Regions from separate parts of the Mus musculus genome. Here regions 1 and 2 are each linked to region 3. The links are chromatin contacts, called in public HiChIP or PLAC-seq and promoter capture Hi-C maps. All regions are on one chromosome and are shown on one strand. The core of a region is the stretch at or near the end of the contact, and the rest is flanking DNA. Distances in the headings are between cores, read along the strand shown. Region 1 overlaps 4930415O20Rik (RIKEN cDNA 4930415O20 gene). Region 2 holds the start of Olfr279 (olfactory receptor 279). Region 3 holds the start of Kansl2 (KAT8 regulatory NSL complex subunit 2).

Region 1 (4,327 bases), core at 683-3,182, 56 kb before region 3:
CCTAGTCCCGTGATCTGTCCCCAAAGGGGAACAAAGGGACCTCTGACAGTGAAGATTTAGCCCCAGTTCCTGCATGATCCTGGGAAAGGGGCATCTGGCTTTACTGGTACTGTGAAAATGACCAGCCAGAGAGCAAGCCTGTGTGTGTGAGGTCATCCGAAGAACAGGAACTGGATGGTGGATGGTGACCTGCAGGTGCCAAAGAATGCAGCAGGCAGCCAGGGAGGAGGAGGAGGAGAAGGAGGAGGAGGAGGAGGAGGAGGAGGCCGCCACACTGACCTGAGGTCTCAGTGTGCTCGAATGCTCACTTGCTGCCTGCTGGCAGGGGCCATGGAACATCTCTATCCCTTGTATTGCCAAATAGCAAAAGGGTCAGGGTTCCAAAAAAGATGACCTGACCCCAAACCTGGCCTCCTAAGTCTGGCACTAGGGAGGTCCTGTGTGTTTGTGTAATTGTGTGGGCCTGTGTGTTGTGTGTGTATGTGTGTCTGTCTGTCTGTCTGTCTGTCTTTGAGGTCTCCATGTGTCCTCATGCTCCAGTTCCTCAGCTCTTCACCGGGGACTGCCTCTCTCCCGTGGGCCTCTGTCTTCTGGCGTTAAGGCCAAGTTTCCTGTGCCAAGGGATGGAGAGTAATACCCAGGTTGCACAGGAGGTTGGGTGGTGTTTGGTAGTAAAATGATAACGGTCTGGGGAGAGGAGTCCTTTTTTGTGCCAAATCCCTAAGTGCCATTTGGGGGCCACATATCTGCACTATGACTGTCCCCCTGCCTAGGGCAGGGACCCAAGCACCTGCTTAATCTCTAGTGTTCCTTGGAACTTGAACTGTTGGAGGTTTGTGGGTAGAGGTGCAGGCATTTCCTGGGTTCCTGGGCTTGTCTCTTGGGGGCATGGTGTGCTTTCTGACTGGGGTAGTGTGGGATCCCTCTCTGAGGACCCCGATGTTGGTACTAGGGGATGGGAACCTAGGAACTTGGAACTGGGCTGCCCCAAGCCTTCGGCCTGAATCTACCATGGCTAGACTCTAGCCCCGGCTCCCAATCTTCACGAAGCCTGCAAGGGTTGTACTCTGTCCTCGCCTGCCCTTGCCTGCCTCTGACCCTTGCAGCCTCCCTGACTCTGGTCTGAGTTAGCTGGTGCCTTGGTTTCTCTGTCTGCATCTAGTTAAGCCAGAGGCATTACGCCTCCATGTCGACTGATGATCTTAGACGTGGGCAGGAAAGGCAGAGGAGAGTTTCAGGAGGTGCGGAAGGGGCAGGCTGTACTTTGGCCCTTCCTCAAGCTTCTGCCACCCATTCTCTGCAGAGGCCTGGGTTCTGGTTTGGTACTGCTTTCCTGGAAATCTCCATGTACCAATCGGTGGACCACTGGGCGCTTGATTAGCCAAGGCAGAGGAGAGGAAGATCAGCTGGTCCAGGCAGAAAATTTCCTCTGTCTCCCCGAGCCATATCCTAGCCTTGGATAGGAAGGGACTACTAGACGCCATTGGGGCAGGTGTGAGGTATATAAGCCAAAGCAGGGAGACCTTGGCTTTGGGTCTGCTTCTTGCCAGGTGGGAGGGGCTTGTCCACACCCTGGCTCCCCGTACCACAGTGCCAGCCAGTCATGTCCCTCTCTGAGTTACCGTAGCCACTCTCCTCACCATTTGGGGAGGAAGTCAGGGCACGGGAGGCAATGGGCTCTGGTTTTATAATGTAACCACTGTCGGAGTGGGGGAGGGTGACGTACCATGTATTTCAGTGAAATATTTAATATATTTAAATATCAATAAAATCAAACTCTTTGTATAAAAAAAAAAAAAAGAAAAGCCCTGTTCTCTGCAGCTGTTTGGGTGCAGGGTTGGGGGTCAGAAAGTGACAAACCCTGGTAAAGCAAGCAAGCTCCTCTCCCAGGAGTCTCTGGGCCTCTCTCATCTGTGATCTAACAGCTTCCTGTGGTTTTGTGCCTGTCAGGATAAAGCTGCAGCCTCCTCAGACAGCATGACTGCTCTAGGCCTTTCAGCATCCTGAGGGCAAATGTCTCACCCCAGGTGTTTGCTCTGACCCCTGCCGTGCATTAGGTCTAGACCTCTGGTGTTGCCATTATAGCCCTTCACTTCTCTCACACCAAGATCTAGCTTCATGAGGAATCTCACACAGGACTCATGGCCTTGGGATAACTCCCTTGCCTCCTCACACCCAGGATGCAAAAGTGCCTTTTAGTTCAATTTGTTTATTCTGCACTCTTCCCCCCTCTCCCCACTTCTTTCATGGCTTGGCCATCTTCACCCCCTCCTCGCCCTCCCTTCCAGTTTTCATCTGTCCTGCAAGCATGCGCTCCTCAGTAAAGACTGAAGGTTTTGTCATTGAGATGAGAATGGTCCACAAATCTGAAAAAGAGAGAAACTGTCTCAGATTGAGCCACGCCAGGATAAAGGGAAAGGGATATACAAGATCTTTGTGACTGCCGGGTGTGGTGGCACACACATTTAATCCCAGTACTTGGGAGGCAGAGGCAGGCAGATTTCTGAGTTCGAGGCCAGCCTGGTCTACAGAGTGAGTTCCAGGACAGCCAGGGTTACCCTGTCTCAGAAAAGAACAAAAACAAAAACCAAAAAAAGACCTTTGTGACTGCCTCTGGGCATGTGGGCACGCATGATGGAGAGGGACTACTGTCAATGGATGCTGGTTGGGGTGGAAACACCCTCAGGACCCCGCAGGAATGCTAGAGACATCGATTCTGTGCCTATTCAAAGTGTCACCCATAAAGCAAAGCAGACAGATCCAGCTACACCATGTAGAGACCACACTGCCCCAGGGTCTGAGGCCCACTTTCCTTGATAAGGCTCAAACCTCTTCTATACTCTGACATCCACACACACACACTTTTTTGAGCTCTGGCTCTCCTGGAACTCTGTAAACCAGACTGGCTCTGAACTCACAGACCACAGAGATCCACTTGCTTTTGCCTCCCCAATGCTGGAACTAAAGGTGCTTGACACTTAAATGGAGCTGAAACAGACTCCGGGTTCACTGTGGGGAGAGAGTTTTTGCTGATCTCCCACCCTGACCCTCCTCAGCATCAGATGATGCCAAGACCTCACCTGGTCATTGGGCTTTTAATGAGACAATGGTGTGGAGTCTTGATCCAAGGAATGGCTTTCTCTGGACGCACGCCTGGGATGTTGGACCGCCAGAAGCTGAAGTTCTGAGCATCAGTCACAGGGACTCTGAAGACCTGATTGGGGACTTTTGGGAAGAAAGGCAGGTGTTCATTTCCTCCAGAGTCTTTTGTTTTTCTGTCTTGGGATCAAAAGCACGGTCCAGGAAGTTGTTGTAACCAGGTATGGAAGGTGACCAGGTGCGGAAGGCTCCTGGGTATGTGGTTGACACACCCTAGGTCACTTCTGGGTTCCACCATCTCACACCCTTCATGGTCACATGGTTTAGTCTTGGATTTTCCTGGTACTAAGTAAGCCCATCTCTAAGACTTGTGGGAAAACAGGTGGAAACCCACTTGGGAAGTGTACAAAATGGAGTATTGATTCAATATATTTTTTATTATATTAAAAAAAAATTTTTTTTACTTATTCACTTTACATCCCGGTCACTGCCCTTCTCCAGTCACTTTGCTCCACAGTCCTCCCCCCATCTCTCTTCTCTGTCTCCTCTGAGCGGTGGGACCCCCTAGGTGTCCCCCCAGCCCCCAGCCCGTCAAGTCTCTATCTTCTCCCTCAATATCTTTTCTCAATCGCCCTCACTCACTGTTCCCCTTCTGTCTGAAGTAACGCGTAATCTGCTCATTCTGAGGAGTTCCCTGAAACGGAAAAAAAAATGACCCCACCCACTTTGAGAAACCACGTGCAGATGCTATCGTCAAGCACCTGCTGCTCAAAATATTATATAAGGTACTTGTGTGTGTGAAAGTGTACCTACATACAGGCTTGTGTATATTCAGGTATACACGGAAGCCAAAGGTTCCCGAGGAGCCGTCAAGAAAAGTCTGTCACTAGGACCAGGGGCTCCATGATTAGGCCAAGTTGGTTGCAGAGTCAACCAGCGTCAGAGATACACCTGTCCCCTCTGCGGCTCTAGAGTTATGAGTGTGTACTTCCAAGCCCAAGGATCAAGCTCAGGTCCTTCTGCTTGCAGTGTAAGCACCTTACTGACTAAGGTGTGTGTGTGTGTGTGTGTGTGTGTGTGTGTGTGTGTGTGTGCGCGCGCGCACGTGTGCATGTGCGTGCTTGCGTGTGCATGTGCACATGCTCTCATTCCTGTGTGCGTGTGTGTGGAAGCCAGAGGTTTAATGTTGACTGCCTTCCTCTATTGCTTTGGTTTTCATAATCTCATG
Region 2 (4,388 bases), core at 1,551-4,050, 37 kb after region 3:
GACATACCTCAGACTGTTTTTGTCTGTTTCCTTTATGAGACAGGATTTCTCTGTGTAACCCTGGCTGTCCTAGAACTCACTCTGTACACCAGGCTGGCCTCGAACTCAGAGATCTGCCTGCCTCTGCCTCCCAAGTGCTGGGATTAAAGGCGTGCACCACCACCTCCTGGGAGACTGTTCTGGATTTTTGTTTTTAAAGAGATGCAATTTTACATTGTCCAGTCTGCCCAAACCTCTGGGGCAAAGGGCACGCGCTAGTTCCCTTAGCTTTTGCTGTTCGAGAAGCCTTCAAAGAACCTCTGGTAGAGGCAGAGCTATTTCGAGAGTCAGAGTCACCTTACTGGGGTTAACTTACCTTCTTTCCCATTTAATTGCCTCCTTCCTTCCTTCCTTCACTATTTATTGGTCCAACAGCAATTATGGGGACTGAAACTCACCCAGCAGCGGCCTAATTGGTCTCCTGGGCTCTAGGCTTGAGTAGTTAGAGCTTTGACTCTCTTAACTGCCCTTTGCTTCCCAAGGCAAACCTCTGTCTGCCTGCCTCTGCTCTGGCCAGCACAGCCAGGGACTTAGGGCTCAGCGCTTTGGTCCTTCATCTACAAGCCAGCACTTGAAGCCTGGCAGGAAGCCCTATCTTAATTCTGGTTCACAATACTAATTCCCCTTTCCTTTGGTTCCAACCTTAGACTTAGCAGCCTTGGATTAAGAATCTGTAAGTAGAGGCTGAAGAGATGGCTTGCTGGTTAAGAGTACTGGCTGCTCATCTAGAGGACCCGAGTTCAGTTCTCAGCACTTACATGGTATTAAACCTGAGAATCATGGAAGACAATTTTTGAACCAAATTTGAAGGAAGCTTTACTTAGATACTGGCCAGGTGCATGGGCTCTGGCCAGGACCATCCCAGGGTTTGCAGGACATGGTAATGAGTCACATTTTGTTGAGGCTTATAAAGAAACATCCATAAGGCATTTCCCATCAGGTTCAACCAGGGGCACGGATATACACTCGGAGGTAGATCTGCCCACGGGTGATCAGGCGCATCAAACAAATGTATTCCTTTTTTGTTTGTTTGTTTGTTTTTGCTTTCAAGACACAGTTTCTCTGTGTGGTCCTGGCTGTCCTGGAACTAGCTCTGTAGACCAGGTTGGCCTGGAACTCACAGAGATCCACCTGCCTCTGCCTGCTGAGTTCTGGGATAAAAGATGTGTGTCACCACCACCACCTGGTTAGTGATTTATTCTTAACGGTCTTAACTGCAAACAGAACCTTTAGCCTGCAAGGTCTATTTTACTTGGTTTGGTCTCACAATGGCAGCTCACAGCTGTCTAGAAATCAAGTTCTAAGGAATTTGCACTCTCTTCTGGTCTCCATGGTGCCAGGCAAGAGGCATGGGTGTTGTGCACAGACACAGACAGACACACACGCGCGCGCGCGCGCACACACACACACACACACACACACACACACACACACGCATGCACGCACGCGCGCGCGCACACATACAGGCAAAACATCCATATATAAACAAAATAATAAAGAAACTGTAAATATTTCCCATGGGGCTGCCACCCAGCTCCTTCCTGCATTCATTTTAGTATTCATTCATTCAAAATGAATGTTTATGAAATGTCCAAAGTGCTTAGGCCCTCCCTGTTTGAGGCATGCGATCTTTACCCAAATCGCAATGGAAAACTGAAGATCCCTCCTGTGGTTAGGAATTTGCTTTCAATCTATTGTCTTGTCTTTTCAACACCAGGGCCTTCTTTCTCCATCTGATTTTGGAGGAAGGGGCTAAGGTAAAAAAAAAAAAAAAAAATCAAAGAAGAAGTTAAAAGCTGACCGTGTCCACCTCAGCGGGGGCACGTCCTCAGAGGAGCTGCCTGCAGAGCCTACGGAGAGCCCATTTGACCTCTTGATTCTTGAGACTGTAGATGATGGGGTTGAACATGGGGGTAAGCACTGTGTAGAAGACAGAGAAGGCCTTCCGGAGCAAGGCGGGCATGTGCTCTGTCGGGGCCACATAGACCACGATGAGAGTGCCGTAGAATACCGCGACCACACTGAGGTGGGAGGAGCAGGTGGAGAAGGCTTTCTGCCTCCCGTGGCTGGAAGGGATTCTCAGCACAGCCCGCAGGATGAAGACGTAGGACGCGACGATCAACAGGAAGGGGGCGAGTGTGAGGCAGCCCGAGATGCTCACGCCAGCCCCCCACATGACCCACACCTCTCCACAGAACAGCCCTACCACCGGAGCGAAGTCACAGAAGTAGTGATCAATCACCCTGCGGCCGGGACAGAGGGACAGAGGGGCTGCCAAGGCCAGAGTGAAGGCAGAGAAGAAGAAGCCACTGAACCAGGCCCCCGTGGCTAGGCGGACACAGCACCAGGTGCTCATGAGGACCGGGTAATGAAGGGGGTGGCAAATGGCCAAGTAACGGTCATAGGACATGGCCGAGAGCATGAGACACTCGGCTGCAGCCAGAGAGGCAAACACGTAGAACTGGGCGAGGCAGCCGACCAAGGAGATGAGGTCCCCACCTTCCAGGAAGCTCTGTAACAGCCGAGGCACGATGTTGGATGTGTAGCCGATCTCCAGCAGGGAGAAATGGCAGAGGAAGAAGTACATCGGTGTGTGGAGGGTCCGACTGGAGGCCACAGCAAGCACGATGAGGATATTGCCACCAACCGTTGCCACATAGATGGCTAGAAAGAGGGCAAAGGGGAGGAAGCCCAGGTGTTTCAGCTTCCCGAAGCCCACGAGGGTCAGCCAGGTGGTCTGGTTCTCACTCACACCACTCATGGAGATCTGAGCCCAGAAGAGAGGGAGGCGGCCATTAGTGAGCAAAAGTCTACTAGGACCACACTCGATGCTTGGCTCGCTGTTTACAATATCTTAGCAAGTGTCAGAGACAGGCTTTACCGTCTCCTGTTAGTTTAAGAGGGACCAATACCCAACATGACTCTGATGGAATTATGGTTTGAGTCCATTTGCTTGGGTCCACATCTCCTGCATAATACCCTGTTCTATAGTGCTTTCTCCCAAGCATCGTTTTTGGGGGATGGTGGGGGATGGACACACACACACACACACACCACACACACACACACCACACACACACCACACACCACACACACACACACCCCCACACACACACCACACACACACCATACACACACACACACACACACACACCACACACATACACCACACACACCACACATACACCATACACACACACACACCATACACACACACACACACCACACACACACCACACCACACACACACACACACACACTATACACACACACACACCACACCACACACACACCACACCACACACACACCACACACCACACACACACACACACACACACTATACACACACACACACACACCACACCACACACACACCATACACACACACACACCACACCACACACACACCATATACACACACACACACCACACACATACACCACACACACCACACATACACCATACACACACACACCATACACACACACACACCACACACACACCACACCACACACATACACTACACACACACACCACACACACACACCACACACACTACACATACACCATACACACACACACACACGCCATACACACACACACACCACACACACCCACACCACACACACACACCACACACACACTACACACACATCACACACACACATACCACACACACACACACACCACACACACACACACACAAATGAAAGAAAGAAAGAAAAAGAAAGAAAGAAAGAAAAAGAAAGGAAGAAAGAAAGAAAGAAAGAAAGAAAGAAAGAAAGAAGAAAGAAGAAAGAAAGGAAGGAAGGAAGGAAGGAAGAAAGACTTGGAAAACCAGAGCATCTACCCTGCGAGGTGCAGTTAGGTCCGAGTTAGTCTAGAACCTGCTCCTCTCGGAAGTTATTTGTTTTCCTGGACAGGTGGTTTGGCAATGCCCAACAAGGCTGGTGACAAACTTTGCTCAGGCTCCGGTCAGAATCTGGAGAGTTTTATTTTCTTTTTCTTTTTTGATTCCTCTGCTTTATATAATCCTCACGCTGGCCAATCGCTACGTTTATCTCACCCATCTCCGAGTGCTTTAGAGATCTCGGTCCTGGTGTCTTGTATTATATAAAACCCTGGTGTTTATGTTCTTGTTGCAGAACTAACACCAAGTGCAAGGCGGACTTTTGATGCGCTTCGGTGGAAGGAATAATAAGCACGCGGACAAACAGTTTCTCTAGGCGAGATTCTGACGAACGGCCCGGGGAAACTGTAGCCTGTAACAACCAATCCTTGAGTCAGAGAGAAGGTGATCATTTGAGTCTAAGCATCACACTGTAGCTCAGGCTGGCCCAGAACTGAC
Region 3 (4,284 bases), core at 1,766-4,265:
CCATGGTTCAGGCAAAACATTCATAAGCAAAATTCTTTTAAATTAAAAGCAGATGAACTGTAGGGGGCACTGGGAGGTTTCCAGTAACAGAATTCTCACCCAATTTAGGTTATGAAATGTTCCTTTGGGTGCTATATGGAATAGCTTCACAGGTGAAGGCTCTCAACAACTTAAGAGAGAAGGGCGGCTCCAGAGAGCTCACAGGTGTTGAAAGTAATGAGAGTTGTACTGTATCTTGGCAGTAGAGTCAGTGGGATTTACTCTAAGGTAGAAGGCAAGTCAAGGATGACTCCATGATTGAACTGACCAACTGGAAGGATAGAGTTACTGTTTATGGTAACAGGAGGAGGAACAGGGAAATAGCCTTAATATTAAATCTCAAGTTTCATGTAGACATTTCATGGCGAGGTCGACTGAACAGACTGCGGTAGGATGCCATCTAAGCAAGGATGGCACCTACTTGGGAGTCATCAGTTTATGAATGAGATAGAACATTAAGATAACCAAGAGAGACGGTAGAAAGTAGTCAAGAGTTCAGAACTTGAGGGTGGGAGAAGATGAACAAGAAACTCAAATGACACCAAGAAAGAGCAACTGAGAAAAATGGGAAATAAAGAATATAGAGAGCTAGAAAATATTTTTAGGAAAGAAGGCTCAGTGGGTTAAGTGCTGGTGACAGTTGGGTCCTGGAAGCTTGCTGGTTAACCAGCTAGACCGCAAGCTCCAGAAACAGAGGACACTAGAAATCTAATGACATCTGGTCTCCATAGTGACAAGCAAAGGCAAGCTCACCTGTGAGTGTGCCCACACATACACACAAGTTGCTGGACAGGGTAGCTCCTGCTTATAATTCCAGCAGTTGGAAGCTGAGGCAGAAGGATTACCATGACTTTGAGGCCAGTCTGGGGGCATCTCTCTGGACAGGGAAGAGATTCAATGTGTTAGATATTACACAATAGTCTTATAAGACAGAGCCTAGAGGCTTCATTTGAATTAACAAAGTGAAAAAGTCACCTGTAAGCTTGAGTGTCAGTTTGCTGTGGAGAGATTCCTAACCAGACAAAATTCAAGAGAGTAGAGATCTGGGACTGACAACACACTTGCTGGAGTTGGCAGTCTAGCTCGGCTGACCAGCAGGCTTCAGGATCCACCTGTCTCCAGCTTCCCTCCACCCAGCACTAAAGAAGCTGAGGCAGAGCCAGGCCGTGGTGGCACACACCTTTGATCCCAGTACTTGGGAGGTAGAGGCAGGCAGATTTCTGGGTTCGAGGCCAGCCTGGTCTACAAAGTGAGTTCCAGGACAGCCAGGGCTATACAGAGAAACCCTGTCTCGGAAAAAAAAAAAAAAAGAAGCTGAGGCAGGAGAGTAGCTATTTGAGGCAAGATGGCTGTATAAGGAGATCATGTCTTAGGCACAGCAATAGGAACAGTAGCTGGTGAACATTTTTCTTATTTTTAAATGGGAGAGTTTACATCATGTACGCATGTACCTGAATTCTTATTGGTGTGAAGAGACACCAAACCACTGTAACTCTTTTTTTTCCCTTGTTTTTTTGAGACAAGGTTTCTCTGTGTAGCCCTGGCTACTCAGAGTCCTGGAACTCACTCTGTAGACCAGGCTGGCCTCGAACTCAGAAATCTGCCTGCCTCTGCCTCCCGAGTGCTGGGATTAAAGGCATGTGCGCCACCATGCCGGGCACAAATAAGTTTTTAAAAATGGTGCACTCCAGGTTCAGTGAGACAAGTCCAGATCCTGTCTTTGACCACAGAGACCCCCTTGCCTCTCTCCACAGTGTTCAGATTACTGGTGTGTGCTACCTACCGTAACCGTACCTGGTGGCTTTTTCATCTTTTGTTTTTGAGACACGGTTTCTCTGTGCAGCCCTGGCTGTCCTGGAACTGGCTTTGTAAACCAAGTTAGCCTCGAACTCGGAGATCTGCCTGCTTCTACTCTTCCCCCCCCCCCCCCCCCCCCCAGTGCTGGGGTTAAAGGAGTCTGCCACCACTACCAAGTGGGAGATACTCTCTTAAGAGAATAAGTTGGGAGGCAGAGGCAGGCGGATTTCTGAGTTCGAGGCCAGCCAGGGCTGCACAGAGAAACCCTGTCTCCAAAGGGGGGCGGGGGGGGGGGGAGAAGAAGAAGAGAATAAGGCAGAGAGCCATCGGATTTCTATAGGTGTGGTTGGAATCTTTAAAGAATCGTGAAAACGGAATAGCCTGTTTCTATAATACACTATTCGGCAGGGCGTTGAGAAGCATGCGCTATGCCAGAAGTCATTTTGATTTTCCATCACTTTATCTGTAAATAATGTCTACCTAAAAAATAATGTCTACCTCTTAGGGCTGCTCTACAAAAATTAATTAGTACATATATATGATTCATGAGATAGAAAGAGTTCGAGTGTTTACATGAAATGACCAAGAAAAAAAAATTAAATGAACTGGTTGGTCACCATAGAAAACTAATAAAACCTTTTCATGTGTAAACAGAAAACACGGTCAGCCACCGTCCACTTTTTTTCTTTTCTTTTTTTTAAGATTTATTCATATGAGTACACTGTCCCTGTCTTCTGACACTGCAGAAGAGGGCATCGGATCCCGTTAGAGTTGGTTGTGAGCCACCATGTGGTTGCTGGGAATTGAACTCAGGATCTCTAGAAGAGCAGTCGGTGCCATTTCTCCAGCCACCCCAATGTCTACTCTTCTGCTGTGTAGGGACGGTAAAGAAGTAGCTGCCCGAGAAGACTGGAGACTACTGCCACCAGAAGACGAACCCTTCAGATGGAAAAATATCCGAATCCGGCGACTGGCGGTGGCCCGCCTTTCCGACGGCCCACTCACCGGCCGAGTTTCTGACAGACACTTCACTTCAGCCACTCCCGTTGTGGAGTCTCTCACTGTCCCGCCCTCCACAGGCTAGTGTTAGTTCTGACCAATAGGAGCACAGCACCCTCAGCGCAGCAACCAATCAGCGTCTAGGGTCGCGTTCCGAGCAGGCGGAGCAGCCAGAGGGCAAGCTGCGCGGTGCCGCGCGGTGGGGGAGGTAAGATGGCGCCGTGCCGGGCGCTTCTCCTTTGCTGTTAGGCGCTGCTCGCCTTCTCTGTCAGCTCAGCGCGGCACGTCGTCTCCTGCAGCGTTGGAGCCTCTCTGGTTGCTAGGCTTTCGGGGAGCCAGGTTCTCCGGTGCCGGGAGCCGTGGGACAAGATGGCGCTTGTAGGACGACGGCCAAGGCGCTCGGGTCGGGGCTGTGAGCGCTGAGGCGGCCAGGGACAAAGGCGGCGAGCCGGGGCGTGGGGGCGGGGCGTGCCGCGCCGTTGCAGTGGTGCCGCGTGGGACAGGCGCCGCGCTTCCGGTCTGCTGCTGCGGAGATTCGGCCAACGTGGTAGGGGCCCGGGCGGCGGGCGGGTCGGTGACGGGAGGCTGGAGGGCGGCCGCGGGAGCACGCAACCAGGACTCGTGGCCGGGCTAAGGCCGTTTCGATCTGTCGTGTGACCGCCCTCCCCGCAGGTTTTGGCATGAACAGGATTCGGATTCACGTCTTGCCAACGAATCGGGGGAGGATCACCCCAGTGCCCAGGTCGCAGGAGCCCCTTTCCTGTTCGTTCACTCACCGCCCGTGCTCTCAGCCGCGGCTGGAGGGGCAGGAGTTCTGCATTAAGCACATTCTTGAAGACAAGAATGCACCCTTCAAACAATGTAGTTACGTCTCGACGAAGAATGGAAAAAGGTGCCCCAGTGCTGCCCCAAAGCCCGAGAAGAAAGATGGGTACGTGGAGAGGCGTGGGTTATATGGGTGCCTTCGGGCTCCGAGAGTCGTTCTTACTTTTCAATGCACGCCAAGCACAGGTTGTATCACCGAGCCTGCTTCAACGCCCAAACCTCCTACCGTTAGACTTTTATTACATTTCGAAGCATTTATTTCCCGTTGGTAGTTTGTTTTGTGTGGTTAGGGACACGTGGGGAGGTCAGAGGCCAATTTGCTGGAGTCGGTTTTAGTACCTCCTGGTACGGAAGGACAGACAGAAGGTTAAGCTAGGCTTGCAGAGTCACAGACTCCCCCACCCCCGGCTCCTCTTTTGAGACAGTCTCGCCCTTGCTTGGAACAGTTTTGGCAACCCTTTATGGTTTTTTAAAGAACTTTCATGTGTATGGGTGTTTGCCTGCATGTGTGTTGGTGTACCACGTTCATGCTTGAGGGGAGGGCGTTGGGTCTCCTGGAACTGGAGTGGGAGAATGTTGGTGCCACATGCTTGTCCCCTGCCTTCAGTTTTAAAGTGCAAAGGG

Evidence for each region. HiChIP or PLAC-seq counts read pairs in DNA pulled down with a chosen protein or histone mark. Capture Hi-C pulls out chosen DNA fragments and counts their contacts.
Region 1: an H3K4me3 HiChIP or PLAC-seq map of the SCID.adh cell line shows a contact between it and region 3, with 12 read pairs. The contact joins the enhancer-like site here to the promoter of Kansl2 in region 3. A contact is called at or near these places in 6 of 39 promoter capture datasets (3T3-L1-derived adipocytes, the SN4741 cell line, embryonic stem cells and 3 more), 1 of 15 datasets of contacts at CTCF or cohesin (the NIH/3T3 cell line), 3 of 484 Hi-C or Micro-C datasets (the 3T3-L1 cell line, cranial neural crest and olfactory sensory neurons), 5 of 115 datasets of contacts at active chromatin or transcription factors (the SCID.adh cell line, embryonic stem cells, extraembryonic endoderm stem cells and 1 more) and 3 of 9 other capture datasets (adipose tissue, liver and pancreatic islet).
Region 2: a contact with region 3 is called in a promoter capture Hi-C map of liver. The contact joins the promoter of Olfr279 here to the promoter of Kansl2 in region 3. A contact is called at or near these places in 1 of 39 promoter capture datasets (macrophages), 1 of 484 Hi-C or Micro-C datasets (pre-B cells), 2 of 115 datasets of contacts at active chromatin or transcription factors (both in embryonic stem cells) and 3 of 9 other capture datasets (adipose tissue, liver and pancreatic islet).

The regions. Positions count from the first base shown.
Region 1 is chr15:98,587,451-98,591,777 of GRCm38.p6, reverse strand. It overlaps 4930415O20Rik (RIKEN cDNA 4930415O20 gene), which reads right to left. Exons shown (of 4, transcript NM_001201322.1): 3 at 3,081-3,225; 4 at 2,190-2,366. The coding sequence ends at 2,318. It overlaps Adcy6 (adenylate cyclase 6), which reads left to right. Exons shown (of 21, transcript NM_001368413.1): 21 at 1-1,800. Among named protein-coding and RNA genes, the nearest start is that of Adcy6, 15 kb to the left of the region's middle. Within about 2 kb of position 1,932, at least 46 of the 459 cell types and tissues checked have an H3K27ac peak or open chromatin away from gene starts, as enhancers often do. A contact at or near this core is called in the SCID.adh cell line, where this site is marked.
Region 2 is chr15:98,495,886-98,500,273 of GRCm38.p6, reverse strand. Olfr279 (olfactory receptor 279) reads right to left here and starts at 2,800. Exons shown (of 1, transcript NM_001001807.1): 1 at 1,868-2,800. The coding sequence starts at 2,800. The coding sequence ends at 1,868. It also overlaps the pseudogene Olfr278-ps1.
Region 3 is chr15:98,533,000-98,537,283 of GRCm38.p6, reverse strand. It overlaps Kansl2 (KAT8 regulatory NSL complex subunit 2), which reads left to right and starts at 3,015. Exons shown (of 10, transcript NM_133714.5): 1 at 3,015-3,382; 2 at 3,508-3,766. The coding sequence starts at 3,516.